Linked DNA regions of Ovis canadensis: region 1 is linked to region 2. Evidence: chromatin contacts called from public Hi-C data. All regions are on one chromosome and are shown on one strand. Each heading gives the region's core, a stretch centred on a gene start, on an enhancer-like site or on the middle of the called end of the contact. The rest is flanking DNA. Distances are from core to core; before and after follow the strand shown.

Region 1 (3,967 bases), core at 526-3,025, 72 kb after region 2:
GAGAGCTCCGGATGAGATCAGAGATGGCAAAAGCGTTCCTCCGGGGGAGGGAGGGCACGATGCCCGCCTGGAGATGAGGTCAGCGTGGCAGGCACCTCTCCGCTGTGTAGGAGGCAAGGAGAGTTGCAAGGATCGTTTTGACTAGATCCCTGCCCCGAATGAGAGCCTAGACGGGCTGGGGAGGGTGTGCAACCCCTTCCTCCGGTGGGAAGCTCCTCCCGGCGGGGCCTCCAGTTCCCCCCTCCCCGGGGAGGCAGGTGGAGCTGCGTCCCCATCTTTGTTCCCATCTGGAGCGCGTTTGGCGCGGCGTGGCGGGGGCGGGGCTGCGCCCCCGCGGTGCCCGGAGAGACGGGCCCGCCCGCTTATCTGATCTGCGGCTAATTGAAACTCCCTGCTCGCGAAGGTCAGCTCGGTCCCCTGACAGCTGCCGAGCCGAGCCGGGCCGGATGGAAAACCCGGGCTGTGCAGGGCCCGGCCGGGCGCGTGGGGGAGGGGTTGTGGGGGGCTGCTTCTGCGGCAAAGTAGACAAAGGCTGCCCCTCCCTCCTAGTGCGCGCTGCTGGGGGTCGCCAGAGGTAGCGGCCTTCGCCCTCACCCAGCGGGGCGCTCCGGCCGGGATCACGTGGCCTAAGGCTACAGAGGCGGGGGTGGGGGCGCGCCCTTAATCCCTACGCGCCCGCCCACCCCGCTCCCACGCCGGGGCCTGTCTAGGGTCTCTGGGAGAGTCACCCCCAACTTCCTGCCCCTACCCCGCCTCCACGCCCCGGCTCTGAGACTTCCTGCCTCCTCGGCTCCGGGCTGCTCGGGCTGTGGGAAGCTGGCTGGGCGGGGGCGGCCGGGTCCCCTCCTCCCTGCGTGCTCAACGGGGCGCTGGGGGTCCGGGAGGAAGTGTGCGCGGTGGGGGGCACGGCCTGGCCCCGGGGCGGCCATCCGGTGGGGCAGGTGCGGCCTCAGCCCTGGGAGGGAGGGCAGGCAGGCCCGTTGCTAACAGTGCTAGGGCAGGAGGGGGGTGGGGCGCGCACTGCGGGGAGTCCCGTCTCCAGGGTTCCGGGTGCGGATGTGGCTGGCTAAGAGGTCCCGCCCGTCGCGCCCCCAGGCAGGCCCAGGCTCAGCAAAGCAGGCACACGTCCCCTCAACCTCCGGCCTGAGACTAGGCTAAGATGCTGGGAAGCTCCCAAGGTGTAACTCAGCCTTTGGGCTGACCGCGCCCTTGAGCCATGCTTTTTGGGCTTCGGCTTTTGCAGTCTGTAAAAAATAACCCTAGTGACAGCTACCATTTTTCGGAACCACGTGCCAAACATAGTGTTAAACGTTTAACGTACTTTGTTAGTCTCAAGCCACGGGACAATTCCATTTTGCTGATGAGCAAGGTGAGACGCAGAGAGGTTGCGACTTGCCCGAAGTCACAGCTAGTAAGATACCTAGGCGGGACTCCAGGTTCTTTACGGGTGGTCTTGTTTCAGCTAGAGGTTTGGAGTGGTGCGCCTATATAGGTTGATCGCCCAGGGCGTTCACTAGTTCCGTGAGCCCCTTGGTGGCGTCTCGCTGCACGTGTTCTAGTCTTGGAGCTGGGCACGTGTATCTTGGCGCACTCCCGCGTGCCAAAGCCTGGGGACAGAGGCATAGCCTAGCGTACTGGTGCCCAGGTGCGCCCTTCCCGGTTAGGACCCGCCAGAGTCATATGGCCTGAGCCGCGGGCTGAGTGGAGCGGGGGCGGGGAACTCAAAGTAGAGTCCACGCGGGCCGAGGCGCCTGGGAGGCCGCAATCCTGGCGCCTGCAGCCGGCGAGGCTCGGGGTGACGCGAGGGGGCCCAGCTACCGTGACCTCCTCCGCGGTTTCCATGGAGACGGTGCACTATAAATAAAAAAAAAAAAGAGAGAGGAGGAATTTCAAACCCGTTTTCTACCGCGCTAGGCGGGAGGTGGGGGGGGGGGGGAGGAAAGCTCTCTTTGAATCGAGTTTCCCATTTCACCTTCCCAGGCGGTGGGAGCGCTTCCCCCGCAGCCTAGCCGGGAAATTGCCGCCCCTCACGCCGCGTGGCGCCCCCCGAGGAAGCTAATTAGTGCAGCCCGGGGAGCTGGGGACTGGGGACCTGGCCCCGGGGGGCCGGAGCCTGCCTCTTGAGGGGGGAGCGCCTACAAATTGCCGCCCCCCCGAATCTCTCCAGGAGCGCACGCAGCCCGGCGCGGGCAGGGGCACAGGGCGCAGGCGGGAGGTCGCATCTGCAGCTTTGGCGCAATGAATCAGGCGCGGCCGCCGCCGCCGCTGCGGAGCGCGTCTGGCATCCGGAGTCTCCCGGGATCGAAAATAATTTGGGCAAAGCGGTGGGAGGTGTGTGCGCGCGCTCCGAGAGGAGGGCGGGGGAGCCGGCCCGGCCGGGTGCGCGGGGCGGGGGGAGGTGCCATCCGACAGCCCCGCTGTGGTGAGAACAGAGTTGACACTTCTTTCCTTTCCACTTACTGCGGCAAGTAACGCGAGGAAGCTTAACCCTCTCATTGCTTGGAGGATTAAAGATGCCGCGAGCGCCCTCATGAGGGCGTGCTAGTGTTGGGGGGGGGGGGTCAGGTGTGTGGGCTCTTTTGAGGCTGGTCATTGGGGCCTGCTGGCTTCAGCCCTTTGGCTCCTCAGACTGGTGCTCCCACCTGAACATTCTTTAAGGCATTCTCCTCGGGGCTTTTCTCCATCCCTCCTTTTACCTTTTCCAGAACGGCTAGCGTCAGCGTTATGGCCTCAGTTTCCCCACTTTTACAAGAAGGTCAGAGTTCTGTAGCAGCTTCCTAGTCTGTCTGGAGACCCAAGTTTTATGACCTGGCTGGAGCCCTGGGCCAGAGGCAAGAGTGGGTGGTTAGGGCGGTGGACGTAGGAGTTGAAACCCCACCCTCTTTCATCTCCCGCCTGCACTGTGGGCGCCCTTCAAAAAAATGGCCGAGTTCCTGTTTTTGCCTCTGACGGCAGAAATGTCACCGCCGCTGCATTAAGCACGCTCGGTGGGAACTCGGGTTTGGATGGAGAAGCTGGCGCTCAGCTCTGCCAAGCTGCCTGCCGCAGAGGGGTGGGGATGAGCTGGCTGGCCAGTAGGCCTGGCTGGGGTCAGCTTTTTTATGTGCGTCTTCCCACCTTACTGCCTGCCACTCCAGTACCCCCAGGTTCCCCCTCCCTCAGCTATGCTTGTTGGTCCCACCTCACTCAAATTTTTTTTCTTTTTTGGGGAGGAGGCATCTATTCAGACCCTTGTGCCTGACCATCTCAGGGATGGCAAGGAGAGCTGATTAAGGGGTAGAACCCACTTCTTCCTTCTCCCCACCCCCATAATAGGTAACACCTTCAGAATTTACTGATCTCCCCATTAGATGAGGAATTGTCCTTTGGATGAGGAAGAAATGGTAAGCCAGACCCCAGAGCATTCTCAGCCTTGTGACTTGAAGTCCTTCTAGCAGGGCTTGAGTTGGGAGAGCTTTCCACTACCTTCCTTCTTGTCAAAGGATCCCACCACCCCAGAAATTCTCAAACCTTGGTGCACAGCAGATGATTTAGCCTTGAGGGCTTGCAGATGTGGGGAGGGAGGGGTTGCAGTATGTTGAGAGTCTGATTCAGTGGGTTTTGGTTGTCCTGTCATCTGCGTGCTTCACAAGACCCTAGGGGGAGGCCCTGGCTCTCAGAGGCATGGTCCCCTCACCCAAGGAGTCAGAGCTGGAAGTCCCACAGAGCTAGGTGGTCATGGCCATTAGCAGCCCTACTGCATAGACTGGGAGATGGAGAGAGGAGAAGGGACCGTCTAGGGTCACTCTGTAAAGTAAGGGTTCTATGGTTAAAGTGTAACTTGACTCAAGCTCTCTTGACTTTACTAGGAATCAGCTGCATGTTGAGCTAAACTGTGCATGTTTTCCTCTATTGTAAAATGGGGATAACAGTAATAGTCCCTAACCTCACTGAAACAGTGTGTGACCTCAGTGAGACAGTGCATTGA
Region 2 (4,183 bases), core at 568-3,067:
AGTGAAGTTGCTCAGTCGTGTCTGACTCTTAGCGACCCCATGGCTGTAGCCCACCAGGCTCCTCTGTCCATGGGATTTTCCAGGCAAGAGGACTGGAGTGGGGTGCCATTGCCTTCTCCAGTTTTTTAACTTCCAAGCTGGATAGAAAGGATCCTTCAAGTTTGGGGTGTAAATTTTGGGAAGATTTGGCAGAATTTCTTTGTGATTTCTCCTCTTAACACCGTCCCTGGGTTCTTCCCTGCTTATCCTGTCCCCTGCCACCCTCTAACTTTAACTAACAGTTGGGTAGGTTTAAGTTTCTGTGCCCTCAGATGGAGGAGGTGACTGAAAGGGGCTTTTGCTTGGGGAGAGAGTGAGCTGTCTGAGTGGATGCTAGTACCTGAGTTGCCAGCAGAGGGCAGTGGTGACCTATAGCTATAACAGTCATGAAGTGGGTGGTCAGTAAATCTGCTTGGACAGAACCTGGGAGGGGCTTTTGTTGGGCTGGGGAGGCCTGTTTGGGCTTGGCTTTGTTTACAGATTATCCAGAACTGGGTGGCCCGGTGCCTAGCTCAGTTACGCTCCATCATAGCCTTAATCACAGTAAGGAAACAGGTTAGTATTCTAGCCCAAGGTCTGCCAGAAGTATCAAGCCACCTTTTCCCCTCAGCATTGGTATAGTAGCCATGTGCATGTGTGTGGACAGGTTTGTAAGGACCAGGCCAGGGCCTTTGCCACCTAGCTTTAGGTTGCATGGGCACAAAGACCTGTCTGTTACTTCATGTGAATAAAGGGACCCCATATTTCTAGTACTTCTCTGCCTGGTGCCTACCATTAACCTTTCCCCAAAGATTAGGCAGTCCCTATGACTAGCCAACTAGTCTTGCCTGCCTACCTACTCTGGGCAACCAGGACATGACTTCATACCTGAGAGATGGAGGCTGAGGACAGGAGGAACAGAGCTGGGAGTGGTAATAAGACCTGGGAAATATTATTCCCTTGTCCTTTTCAATCTTATCTTGTGTTTAGGGGCCCCAGTCCCCAGTCTTCCAGCCCAACAGCTGTGAGCCTCCAGGGCCACTACCCGGAAGCCAGCTGCCTCTTCTTGGGGAATTCTTTGAAATTCCAGGCTTAGCCATCTGGGTATGCAAATAACTCCAGATTTGCTGAACCCGCCAAGTGGTTGCACCCTAGGCAGAGCTGTGAGAATTTAACTGCTACTACCCCCAGATGGGGAAAACTGCCTAGGGGCTCTTGGTGCATGGAACCTATGCTTTTACCTATTGTGAGACTCTTAGAGTGGCAGAGAGGGGAGTCCTGGGGGTTCCCTAGGTCCTGCTTTAATTACTAACTGTATAAGGGATTTTGCATCCAAAGGGTGAGTTGGGAGACCCTTGGAGTCCTCCTGGAGTGTGAAGCTCTCAGCTTCCAGCTCTCAGCCCTGGAATAAGGAGGGAAACCTTGGGTCTGGTGTGGCTGAAAGGATGGGGACTATCTACAGGGAAAGCTTCTGACTTCCTACCATGCTAGATCAGGGAATAGAACTAGCTTAAACAGCCCAGAGTAAGGCCAGCAGTCTGGCCCCCAGAATGCCTTGCTTTCTCTCAGGCCTCCCCCTGGGGCTGGTTATCTGGCTGTAGCAGGAGGAATGTGTGCTCTGAGTGGGGAAGGGGGGTGGCGGCAGGGTCAGGGCAGAAACCTGGGAATGTGGACTGCCTGCCACTGTCCCTGTTGGAGGGAGGGAGCCATGGAGAATGTGGCTGACAGGCCCCAGGCGTGGGAGAGTGTAGGCCTGCTTGTGTGTGTGTGTGCGGGAGGGGGCTGCCCATGTGTGTAGGAACTTGTGAGAGTGTGAGAGAATTGTGAGCATGGACATTCCTTAGTGTTTATGCATATGGGTGTGAGCCTAAACTGTAGCCTTTGAGAAACAAGAAGTCAAATCCGGATTTGAATCACAGACCCATAACTTTTCAGTTGTATATTCTTGGGCAACAAATTTCTCTCTCTGTTTGGTTTTCTCATCTAGAAAATGGGTACTTGACCCAACCTGGCCCATAGCAATGCTTGGTGGAAAATGGCCTTAACATATTAAAGGGTTGGAGCTGCCTGTGAATGCTCCTGGATTCAGGGAAGTTGGCCTAGGTAGTTGCACATCTTTGCTGGACTCCTATACAAGCCAGAGGATTTTGAGCAGGACCATCTCCCAGGAAACCCAGGGACTTGGGGCATGTTGTCTGGGCCCCTTTGAGGCCTATACCTTACCCATTTGGGCAAGGCCTGCAAAAATTTACCCAAAAAACAGGCATTTAGATGGACATGCCTAGCCAGCCTGTGTGTCCCTGTACAGGGTCTGTGTCTGTTTCTTTTGGGGAACAAATGAGGGGTCCAGCTACCCTTTCTAGTGGATAAAAACCTGGAATGGAATGCTGGGAAGAGCAGCCTCCAGCCACCTGGGAGTGGGGATGATGTGGATAGAGGCCAGACCTCCCCCACAACTGTTTCTCCATCCTACCTGGAGGAAGCAATAAGGGTTGAGAGGTAATTGTAGCACTGCCCATAGCCCAGGATCCTTGGTTTCCTCCATCCTAGGTCACAGGCTACCTAGTGGTTCTGCAGCTCTTAAAGAGTGCCTGTGTGTGTATATGCACGTGTGCAGGAGGAAGGGAAATACCTGCTCTGGAAGGGGAGCAGGTATTGGAATTTGGACCAACTGGCAAGATTTGGGATCCAGGCACAGAGGTTGAGGGATTAGTCAGATACACAGCCAGACAAGAGAATGTTTGAAGTCTTTCCTGGTGGAACAGTTACGGGGTGCTCCCTGGCTGCAAGGGATTACTGGAAGCCCCTGGGAGGGCCAAGGCCTTAACTGGAGGAAATGAGGGCTCCAGCCCAGCTAGCCCTATAACTGGAACCACAGGAGTGGCTTGTAAGGCTGTGTTGAAGGATCTTCACCTTGTTCCTACACACATGTACCACTAGGAAATGGTGTCTGGGGGTTGGGGGTTGAATTTTTTAATCTGGGGCCAGCCCTCTTTCCTGATTTAGATTTGTAATAGGGAGGGCTCTGGAGCTGATGCCTCCATTTCTATACGGGAAATGAAGCAATGGAGAGACAGATTTGCCATGGTCTTTAAGGAGCTTTCGTGGGAGGTTCTGGGACCCTGTTGGAACTGAGTATATCATTGTTGGGCCTCCTGTGTTCTCAACCTTGTGACAGTGGCAGGAAATGGGGCCAGTAACTATGTACTAGTTGAGCTGTACCTGATGAGAGATTGGAGGTGGTTTCCCCACCAAAGTCCCAGAGTGTGTGGCCAGTGTGGCAGTGTACTAAGGGAATTGATATGTGTGACCACTGTGTGAATGAGTATAGCAGTTTGAGTTTGTGATGCTTGGATTGTGTTTCCCAGATGCGTGTAATGGCTGAACTAGTTTTGTTGCTGAGATGAATCAGATTTCTGGAGAGGGATGGACCTATCTGGAGAGAGTGATGTTATTAAGTAGTTATAATCATTACATTGATATGACTTAATTAGTATGTGTTGTGTGTGTTAGTCGCTCAGTCGTGCCCGACTCTGCGACCCCATGGACTGCAATCCACCAGGTTCCTCTGTCCATGAGATTTTCCAGGCAAGGATTCTGGAGTGGGTTGCCATTTCCTTCTCCAGGGGATCTTCGCAACCCAGGGATCAAACCTGGGTCTCCTGCACTGCAGGCAGATTCTTTACCAACTGAGCTACAAGGGAAGCCCAAAATATTTTGGCCACATGGCATGTGGAATCTTAGTTCCTAGATCAGGGATTGAACCTACAACCCCCTACAGTGGAAGCGCAGAGTCTTAACCACTGGACTGCCACGGAATAATCCCAGTACCCACTGTGTTTTGAATGCTTACCAGGTGCTTGGCCCAGTACTAAGTGCCTAACCTGCTCATTGGTTCTGTAAGAGCCCTCAGAGTTAATGCTGGTTTGCCTGTGCCACAATATTTATTTTCCCATGTTATATTCATATTGGGGGGTGAGATTCAGCTGCATCTGTTGTCTTAGTTGCTGAAATGCAATTTGTGGCAGTGTGGGGCCCTGTTGTATACCTGGGCTGTCTATCCTTTTGGGTTGCCAATATGGGGCACTGTTGTTTCTTAGTTTTAAGGCCCAATTTGACAATGTTCTTTGAGGTGATGGTGTATAATTCGGCTCTGTGACTTTTT

Evidence for each region. A called contact is a pair of places that touch in the nucleus more often than the background predicts.
Region 1: a Hi-C map of fibroblasts shows a contact between it and region 2, with 2.7 times the contacts expected there. The contact joins two enhancer-like sites. A contact is called at or near these places in 2 of 2 Hi-C or Micro-C datasets (fibroblasts and lung).

Annotation. Positions count from the first base shown.
Region 1 is chr5:63,587,781-63,591,747 of ARS-UI_OviCan_v2, forward strand. No RefSeq gene overlaps it. Among named protein-coding and RNA genes, the nearest start is that of CXXC5, 58 kb to the left of the region's middle. Within about 2 kb of position 1,776, the one cell type or tissue checked has open chromatin away from gene starts, as enhancers often do. A contact at or near this core is called in fibroblasts, where this site is marked.
Region 2 is chr5:63,516,049-63,520,231 of ARS-UI_OviCan_v2, forward strand. No RefSeq gene overlaps it. Among named protein-coding and RNA genes, the nearest start is that of CXXC5, 13 kb to the right of the region's middle. Within about 2 kb of position 1,818, the one cell type or tissue checked has open chromatin away from gene starts, as enhancers often do. A contact at or near this core is called in fibroblasts, where this site is marked.